Linked DNA regions of Mus musculus: region 2 is linked to region 1. Evidence: chromatin contacts called from public promoter capture Hi-C data. All regions are on one chromosome and are shown on one strand. Each heading gives the region's core, a stretch centred on a gene start, on an enhancer-like site or on the middle of the called end of the contact. The rest is flanking DNA. Distances are from core to core; before and after follow the strand shown.

Region 1 (4,917 bases), core at 1,559-4,058:
GGCTTTCCTGCATAACACGTGTGACGCGCTGAGGATGCAGCTCGGTGGTAGAGTACTTTCAAGCATGAAAGGGCCCAGCTGGGTCCAGTGCCAGCACCGCATCAGGAAAGTCTATAGAAACACAGTCATGCCTGTCACGTGGCTCCCGTTTCCTCTCCTGGAGACAGATACAGCTGCTGTTTCTTCATCCTTCAGCCATGTTCTGGGTTTATTTCATGTTTTGCAGTTGACAGTCCTCCTGGGAGTTTGGATATGTAACCCTTGACTTGCCAAAGCTCTAAATAGAAGCTTTAAACGAAAAGCAAAAATAGTGTCCTCACCAGGGGACCTGATAATAGCAAAAATCATTGTCCCACTCAGGACAGTGAAAAGAACTTGTGTGAGAGAGAATGAATGTGTAGGTCTGAGAATTCCTGGGGATACAGCTTACTAGTAGAGCACTTTCCTAGCATGTGGAAGCCCAAGCCTCAGTTCTTCAGGGTAGGAAGATCAGGAGTTCAAGGTCACTCTCTGCTTATAGTGAATTCAAGGCCAACCTATACTACCTGAAACCTTATCTCAAATACAAAACAAAGCCAAAAAAATCTATTTATATAAATATAGTATTTTGATTTTTATACTTATTTTTGGTGCTCAGTATGAAAATCTGAACATGTGTATTTTTTAAACACAACCTCATGAAAATGGTAATCCCTTCCCTTTTGGATGAACTGTTTTCTTGGGCTTGGTGTTTGCAAAGAATCATCAAAGTAATATGTATTATTTCATCATATATGTTGTCTATAGAAAGATTTAATCTTTTGTGGTGCTGAAGCTCAGAACCATGTGTATGCATGCATGATTATGTGTGTGATTTAAAAATTACTACCCATGTCTGAAAGTCTGCTGCTTGTACCATGCTGGTTATTAGGGTAGGGATCAATGAGACGGTTATGCTCATGGGCTCATGTCCACTGTGAGAAGCAAAGGTATTGACAAGGAGCTGAGGGGCCATCAGAAATGTTTAGTCATATGTATGCGGTCAGTTCCAAGACTCAGAGAGTCAGGATGTAAAAAAGCCTTTTAGGAAGACAACCACCATTCCCTTTAGCCCTTTAGGCTTTGTTTTGTCTTGTTGGTTTTTGTTTTTGTTTTTAAGATTTATTTATTTTATATATGTGATTACACTGTCACTGTCTTCAGACACACCAGAAGAGGGCATCAGATCCCATTACATATGGTTGTGAGCCACCATGTGGTTGCTGGGAATTGAACTCAGGACCTCTGGAAGAGCAATCAGTGCTCTTTACTGCTGAGCCATCTCTCCAGCTCGAGCCTCTTAGTTTTAAAGGATGAGAAACTGTCTTTATAAACAAAAGCTGGATTTTATAAACTGGAAAGCTGGGGAGGAGAACACCAATGCCCTGAGCCTTCCCAAGTTACAAAGCACATCACAGCCACAGAGCTCATCCCAGCTCTCCTGTACAATTCTGTCATTTGTAGTTTTTGTTTTTACATACAGGGTCTCACTGTGTAGCCCTGGATGGCTTAGAACTAACTACCTGGAGCCAAGGCTTGGTCTTTATACATATAACACCACAGAGATCTGTCTGCCTCTGCCACCCAAGTGACAATCCAAGTGTTTTTATGTGGACTATATATGGAGGATTAATTTTATTTAACACTGAAAAGTTAAAAGAACTTAGGAAAGGCCATTTGCCATGGCCTGTGTTTCATCTTGGGGCCTTGGACAGACACCCACATTCTTTGAATCCCATCTAGGTGTCAAATGGTGTTTTCATTTTGCCCATGGGATGTTAGAAGTCCCCACAGAGGAAAGGCCCCACTTAACCTCCTGCATGCTTGAAGCATGGCCATGTGTGGAGGATGCTTTCATGCTTCACCTTTGAGGCCCAGCTTCCTGAGAGTAGAGCTGGCCCATGGAGACTGGCCTTGACTCTCTGGTCCTTCCTCCAGCCTCTTTGCAACCTAAGGAAATGGGAGTTGCAAGTTGATGGACCATATCATGTCTCAGTCACAGATCTGCTGAGGAGTTCCTGGAGGGTTGCTTTAATTGCTGGATTTCCTAAGGAAAGTCTCAGTCTGACTCAAACATGCAGATGCATTAGCCTCGTTTTATGAAACTGGCTCAAGTTAGCCTCTGGGGTTTTTTCTCATCCTGGGACAAAATATCAGTTTCTGTGTTTTTATTTTATTCCAACTGTGGTTTCAGCATCGTGCTCTGAGAAACACCAAGATACATTTTTCTACTCCATCTAACTAAAGTAAAAGGATGACTCCTAAGGGAGCTGATGAAACAAACCATCTTGGTCCATCCTTGAGAGATTGAAATTTTCAGATCCCATAGCCAGAAGCCAGCATTCTCCTGCCTCCCGGATTAACTAACTCCAGGCTCTCTGCCCCTCACTCTGGCCTCTTGACAACACAGGACAGTTGCACCATGGGTGGTGTCAGCACTGTCCATCCTTAGCATTGTGGTCAAGGCGTTTACATCCTCGGGCTTTTGTGAGGCAGCATCCCCCTTGCAGATTTACGCAGTTACTTAGTGATAAGGGGGGAGGAATGTTGACTACCAACTGTTAACACAGGCTGTACAGCCCCTTGCAGGCTGGCAGCCACAGAGAGGGCTGCACTGACAGATCCATCCAGAGCTGAGATTCAAACTCTTAACTCACTGGGATACAGAATTCTAGAAGGTGGAATGTCTGTTGTCCTCACAGCAGAAGTCACAGGAGAAACATGGCAGCTGTATGGTGTGACTTCATGGGCAGAAAGACTTCCTGTTCTGCTCAGTCAGCCACGCTGTTAACAAGTGTTTCTGCCCGGCCTTTGCACTTACCCCAAGTTTCTGGCCCTTCGCCCTCACAGCTGGTTTTGATTTGGTTTCTGTGGAATAGTTTTTTGTTTTGTTTTGTATTTAACAACAGTCAGATATTTATGTACAGCTTCATCAAGAGCCTCTGATGACAAATAAGCCTTTGGAGGCCAGGGGAGGCTGTGGGAAACCCCCGTGTCAGCACTCAGACCTGTTTGCAGTGGAGAGAGTTCACTATGGGAACTCATGGGCTTGTTCAAGCACCTAGCCCTGTCTTCCCAGAGTCCTCTGATAGCCCGTCTCCCCGGTCTGTCCTGGGATGGTGCCCTGCACTGAATTTTCCTTATGAAGCAATCCCTCCAGGTCAGCCTTGGCCCTCTCTCCTGAGTGAGGGGAGGGGAGGCAGAAACTGCAGGCACAGAGCCAATCGCTGCTTAGTTTGGAAACTGGAGCCTGTCTTTTGAAATCCAGCTTGGCAGCATCCCATTGAGAACTCGCTGTGTAAAGTGTGTCCCTTTTATTTGCTGTCAGAGTTATCTGTAGAAATGTGAGATGTTTATATATGTGGGCATTAGGGACAGTCCTGCTGAAGGGTAGACAGCAAAGTCTGCGTGGAATCCTGCCTTCCAGAGAGGAGGCTGAGTGGCGCAACCTACTTAGAGGCCATGGCAGAGAGAATGGGGAAGTCACATGCGACACACAGACAAGACAGCTGAGCAATGGAAGAGAGGCTCTAGTCCTCCTTAAACCATGGGAACACAATCCTTTTTAAATTGTGAGACTTGAGTCCTCTTTCAACCATGAAATTCAAGACCAAAAGACATTAAACCATAAAGACTTCAAGATATTACATTAACCTAAAAATATTTTTTAAACTGAGTCAGTCATGTCAGACAGGAATTTTATCTATCTGGCTTTGTCTGACTGGATCCTCAACTTTGATTGGCAGTTGTATATATCTTTAAATCATGAATACATTAAACTAACTGGATGCATTTTGAGTTGGAGGGGCTTTTCACGATGGATTCTGTGAGCCAGAAGGTGGAAAGTGAGTGAATTCCTAGAACTAGGTAGCACATAGGCCAGGCACAGCTGCCCCGACTTCCTGACTCAGCGGTGCGGGGACCCTGGGGTGTCCTTGCAGCCTGTGCTGGCCTTGGTTTTCTAGGGGCTATATTTTCACAGCTGATCCTTCTCATTTGCAAGCAAAACAGCTGCCTCATGTTGAATTTGGGGAGATTCCATATTTCAAGACTGCAAAATTAAATAGATTTGTAGCTCTGAGATTGCAGGTCTGAATCTTCTGCTTTTCAGTTGCGCACGAGGCTCAGGGGTAGAGGGGACAGCAGCGAAGGTGTGTGCCTGTTACTCCAGTATCTCAGCTAGTGTTCATCAGCTCTGCCCAGCTCCTGCTGCTGAGGAAGCAGAGAGGCCCAGCACCATGGGACAGTGCCATGGTGCTGGGGGAAGGAGGATGTGAGCCACACAGGGCTTGTAGCTGTAGGGACAGAGATGACACATGCTTCTTTTGTTTCTGTGGAATCTCAGGTTCTCATGCGGGTGGGGGTGGGGGGCGCGGGCAGGCAAGAGCAAACATTGGTTCTCAGAGATTGGAACTCCAGGTGTAGGGCAGAAAAAGCAGAGCAGGGGTTCCATATGTGCCTGTGTCAGTAGGGCCTCTGAGACTGTACTGTAGCCACCAACACACTTCTCTTCTGGATATGTCTGCAGTCACCTTATGAGGAAGAAGTACCCATTTTACAGATGAAGCTGTAGAGGACAGAGGAGTAACCAAATACACTGCTGACATGCTTTTGAACTTCACTGGGTAAAGCCTCCATGTACATGGTAAGGTTTATAGTACAGGTCACTGGCCAGAAGCAGCGAGAACAGAAGCAGGGTGTCGAGATGCAGCTAACTCACAGGGAGTCTCTGCTTTCATACTGAGCCTACAAGTTTCCACACACAGAGCACTCTGCCCATCTCACCCAGACACATTCTCTGGTAGCTTGTGTATTAGGGTTCTCTAGAATCACAGAACTTACAGAATAACTTACAGGGAAATTATTGGAATGACTTACAATCTGCAGTCTAACTATCCC
Region 2 (4,917 bases), core at 1,621-4,120, 220 kb after region 1:
TAACTGCTTCCTGGTGTCCTTCCTCCTCTGTTCACATTTAGAAGGCTCCTTCTGTTCTGCCAGCTGCGTCTGGGAGGAAGCTGCCTCCTGTGGAAGGTGAGCGGCTCGAGTACGAGCTCATCAAGCTGGCTTCATCATTTAGCCAGTACTCATAGCAGTACCAACAGAGAGGGTAGGAGGGACTCGAGAAAAGCCAGCCCTAAGACTATACTTTCAGGGATCATTTCTATAGTTCGTTACTAGAGAAAAGCCAGCCCTCTCTCTTCCAGACTTCCTCCCCGGATATTTTCCTCACACTATGCCTCATTTGTCATCCTATTGACCTGCTCTATACCTGATGAATCCCAACTTAGATATAAATCTGCTGCTAGGAATGCACAGGAGAATAGGCAAGAATTCAGGACAGGGGGAGAGGAAAGCACATGGTCTTGTGACTTGTAAAGGCTGCAGGTTGCATGAGACAAGGCAGGGGACAGAAGACCAGAGGCGAGGAGCGTTGACATGCAAGCTGTTACTCAGCTGTGTCATGACCCTAGGCTACATCTTCCTCTCAGGAGACCTGAGTCCACATCTGAGAAATGAACCTGACATCCCAAGCTCTACCGAGTAGCTGCTTTGCACAGAACTGACCATGGAACAGAAAGGCTTTATTGGCTATGGGGCAGAAGATGCAACAGAGCTCAACTGGAGGATGCTGACTAGCCTGGGGGTAGGTTCTCTGTGTGTCTTATAAACAGTGGGGGTCATATTAGATATGGGGGGGGGGAATCTCTGATGACATGATACAAGAAGATGATGGCAGTGACTGGAGCCAGCCTTAGAGGAGCCAACACAACAAAGGGCAGAGAGGAAAGCAGGGTGGATCAGTGTGTCCTGTACTGCTGGGTTCTCGGTACGTACACACGTCTCAGTACTGGCTGGGCAGAAGCTGCAAGGGGTCGTCTAGGGCTCTGCACCCAAAAGTCAGTCTGCTACACAACTTCATACAAAACAGGCCAAAACCAAACCAAACCAAAAAAAAAAAAAAAACAAACTGAAAAGACAAAAACCAAAACCAAAATCCCACCAAGTGAATGGGGACTGGGGCACTAGAAGAGAGCCCAGCTTATGTACCCTGTAGACTTTACAGGCTACAAGTTCAAACGCACAGTAGCAGCACCTGTCATGTCCAACTCAGTGTGTCCTCAAAGTCAGAACCTTTTGTTCAGCATGGATCACAAAATGCACTCACAGCTCTGTACCTAGAAGCCTTTTCTTGGGGTCCAAAGTCCTCTCATGTGCTTGGGTAGCACCTGAGTTAGTGTCTGACAGTGAATTAAAAAAAAAAAAAAATCAACCATAGCCAAGCATCGTGGCACACACCTTTTAATCCCAGATTCAGGAGGCAGAGGCAGGAGGATCTCTGTGAATTTGAGGCCAGCCAGGCTGTAAAGTGAGACTCTGTCTAATAAAGACCCAGAAACAAACCAAACCTTACCAAGCATGACTCAAACCTTGGTCTCCTCGATTTCAAGCAGCCAGTCAGAGTGACAAGCAACTCTTAAAAAAGCATGGAGCCATTTATTCATAATCTACACGTAACACAACATCAGTCAAGTCAGGACGCTTTTCTCATCCACCCTTTCCACATTTTGTTCAGTTTCCGTGAACTATAAATCACAGACTTCTTCATACCTGCAAGAAAAAAGAAGCGTGGATGAGGAGTGAGTCCTGTTCGGTGGACACGCAGCTACCGTCCCAGAGGCTTGTCTTTGGGTTCGGGCTACAGTGGGCTGACTGGGGCGTTTTGAGAGGACCTGGGAGCCGAAGGCCATTAGAGGCCGCAGAGACTCTGAGCTGGGCCCCTGCTGTGCAGCACCATTCTGTGTCTGACCAGGATTCCTGGGGTTGAAAGGGGTTCTGGCAGCCACTGGGCTTCCCAGGTCTTTTAGAAGGGAGGAGCCTTCTGGTGCTCCCTCTCGACAGCAGGAGCATCCCAGTCACTGCTGCTCTGTGTCCCACGCACGCCACCTGTCTGCCTAGAGCAGATGCAGTTCCAACGACACATGCCAGGCTGCTCTCTTGCCTGGTGCTCGCCTCTTGAATAGCATTTACCCCTCTGTTCTGCACTTGTAGCTGATTCTCCTGTCTCTGCCTAGACTGACAGCTCCCCAGGACAGGGCCCTTGTTCTATTCACCCAGCGTTCCTTTCACCTCATGCAGTACCTGGTACCCAGCAGCACACAGGAGATGCTTAGCTGAGTCTTCTGAAGTGGCAGAGTGAAGATTGGTTCTTATAGGCCTCTGACTTTATCCCAACTACAAAATCCCAGAGAAGAGGCTCTCTGAGGCTTATGGGAAACGCGTACCAAGGGATAAACTGGGTGCTAGTATTCTCAGCTGGTGCTTTAGGGTGTGGCCTGAGGAGCTGAAGCCTTCTTCTCTTTGTGCTCTGGGTTGGAAGTGTATGCTCCTGGCTGTGGCTTGGTGACCATGTTGACAAGATGGGAGGATTAACTGGGTAGTGATCTTTTAAACTACCTGGCCCTGTTAACTGGAAGCTGCCTCACCTGCTTGGAATCTGTGGCTACTGCAGGCAGTGACAGGGAGAAAGGCAGGGTTCCCAAAACCATTAGCAGATGTGTCTGGATTCGTGTTCTCAGCTTGACATGATCTCGTTGAGAAACTCCAAGTTTTCACTGCCTCCACCCCTCTTAATTTTCTCCCTGAAGCAATGACTCTGGTCAGACTCACCCACCTGAGCACTAAGGCTGGAAGATCATTACATAAGGTGCTGTTTCGAATTTCAGCAGAACCAACCAGAAGGCCGAGCAGAAGCCAGGCAGTCACACATGCAGGACTCAGCACAGCAAGCCCAGGCTGCTGAGTCACGGCTGGAGACCGACCAACTCCTCTTGCCATAGCTTAGTGACAAGCTCCTCTGAGATTGTCAGGTAAATACTGACCATGGCTGAGTGGCCCTGGGTGCCATCTTCAGCTGCTTAGAGCACTAGATGCCTCCCTTGACCGAACACAATTCCTCCTTCAGCGGTCAGAAAGCCTGCAGTAGGGGACTGTGCCACAAAGAACACTAGGAAATGACTGCTTATGTGCACTTCCATGCAGAGGGGCCCTGAGGTTAGATTTCCATGGGCTCCGTCCATAGCCACACCACTCTGAACGTGCTCGATCCCACCAGGTTTTCTCAAGAGCTGAGGTTTGCTCAAGGTAAGAACAATTAATTTCACCAAAGGCTTAAAATATTTCAGCCAACAATTTCATAAAATTGAAACAGTGTTCTTCAAAGGACAGCAAAGTCTGTGAAGCACCGGGGGCAGGTGGGAAAGCCCCCTGTGGAGGCTCTGTGGAGGAGCCAGAGTGGCACGCCAGGGCAGGAGCTGTTCACATTACCACATCAAACAGGAGTGGGGTCCAGGAACAGCCTGAGCTCTGAGGATGGAAGGGGGAAGGCAAGAGAAAGGAGGAAGAGAAACCGTCTAAAGCAATTCAGGAAGAAAAAGCATCAAGAAGAAGGGGCCATCAGTGGGCCAACTTCTCCAGCACACACTCTAAGGTGGGGCCTGACACAATTCTATATCCACACCTATGAAGACAAAGTCAGTGAGCCTCTGAACACTTGCAGTGAGCCTCCAACTGACCTGTGTACAGGGAAAGGCTCATCCGAGGCAGAGCTACAGCTTAATTTGACAGGTTAGACATGGCTGGGTGTGGCAGTGGACACCTACAACCCTAGAACCCAGAGAGCAAAGCCAGACAACTGAGGTCACAGCAGCCTCAGCTACAGATACCCAATCAGAATAGAGGAGGGAAGCAGGAAAGGGGGGAGGGAGGGAGGGAGGGAGGGAGGGAGGGAGGGAGGGAAGGAGAAAGAGAGAGAGAGAGAGAGAGAGAGAGAGAGAGAAAGAGAAGGAGGAGGAGGAGGGAGGGTGTTCAACCTTAAGTGATAAACACATCATCAGAAAGATGATGTAAGATGAAAATAACGATTGGCTCCACTGTGTTTCAGGAATGGGATGAGGAGCAGCGAGGCATGCTGGGATATCTCTTAGGGATAAGACTAAACGTGTCCTGTTAATTCAGCGGAGTCTTTTGAAGTTGGGAGATTTAACTCTGATTGACCATAAAGACAGGAGGGAGAATTAGACTAATCGGCTTCCCGCACCTCAGAGGGTGGCACCCCAGTCTCTGGGGTTTGCATCTGCCTCCTGCCTCCTTCTTCTCCTGTGCCCCATGCACTCTCTTCCCTTGCTGCCCTGGCCTGGGCTTGCGCAAGGCTCCTTCAGATGGCTAGCTGGCTCTATCCCTATCTGCTGGTCTCTCTGGTAACAGTCCCCTCCCTCTTCCTGCATCCTCAGTAGCCTCCCTCTGGCCTCAGGGAGGCTCAGCAGTCTTTGAATGCTGAATGCAGCTTTGGGGCCGACCTTTGTGCGGCTCTGGCCTATCTCTCAGGCTGATCACTGACTCCAATTTCCTACCTACCTGTCCTCACACCCGCTCACTCAAACTGCTGCAGCAGGCTCGAGCCAGGCACAGAGACTCTGTAAAGGGCTGCTGCTTAGACAAAGACAGTTGGCTCTGCTGGTCTTTTGTTGGCAGAGACTGGCTACCCTCAGTGGCAAACTACTTTCTTCAGGGGCTCCGTGCTGACGCTAGTTCCTGATGAACTAGGAAACTTGAGGAGAATCTTGCTGCTCTGCTAGCAACAGGGTATGCGAGATGGAGACCAGCTCCTAACGAAGAAACTTCCAGAGAAAAGGAACAGAGTATTTCTAAGACTTCAAGCTAGACCATGAGCGTATCTGACAAACTGCAAGGGAAAGCTATTAAGACAGAGGGCCATGCTGCTCACAAACACAGCGCACCGAACATGTTTCCCAAGAAAATCTGCAGGGCGGGTTACAGATCTCACAGGCTACC

The links. Promoter capture Hi-C pulls out the DNA fragments that hold promoters and counts their contacts.
Region 2: a promoter capture Hi-C map of the C10 cell line shows a contact between it and region 1. The contact joins two enhancer-like sites. A contact is called at or near these places in 2 of 39 promoter capture datasets (the C10 cell line and liver), 1 of 484 Hi-C or Micro-C datasets (cerebral cortex), 1 of 115 datasets of contacts at active chromatin or transcription factors (regulatory T cells) and 4 of 9 other capture datasets (adipose tissue, embryonic stem cells, liver and 1 more).

The regions. Positions count from the first base shown.
Region 1 is chr6:114,778,708-114,783,624 of GRCm38.p6, forward strand. All of the region lies in intron 18 of Atg7 (autophagy related 7), which reads left to right. Among named protein-coding and RNA genes, the nearest start is that of Gm52917, 47 kb to the left of the region's middle. Within about 2 kb of position 2,809, at least 131 of the 459 cell types and tissues checked have an H3K27ac peak or open chromatin away from gene starts, as enhancers often do. A contact at or near this core is called in cerebral cortex, where this site is marked.
Region 2 is chr6:115,002,846-115,007,762 of GRCm38.p6, forward strand. It overlaps Tamm41 (TAM41 mitochondrial translocator assembly and maintenance homolog), which reads right to left. Exons shown (of 8, transcript NM_026894.1): 8 at 1,536-1,674. The coding sequence ends at 1,598. It also overlaps the pseudogene Gm52944. Among named protein-coding and RNA genes, the nearest start is that of Tamm41, 33 kb to the right of the region's middle. Within about 2 kb of position 2,871, at least 43 of the 459 cell types and tissues checked have an H3K27ac peak or open chromatin away from gene starts, as enhancers often do. A contact at or near this core is called in cerebral cortex, where this site is marked.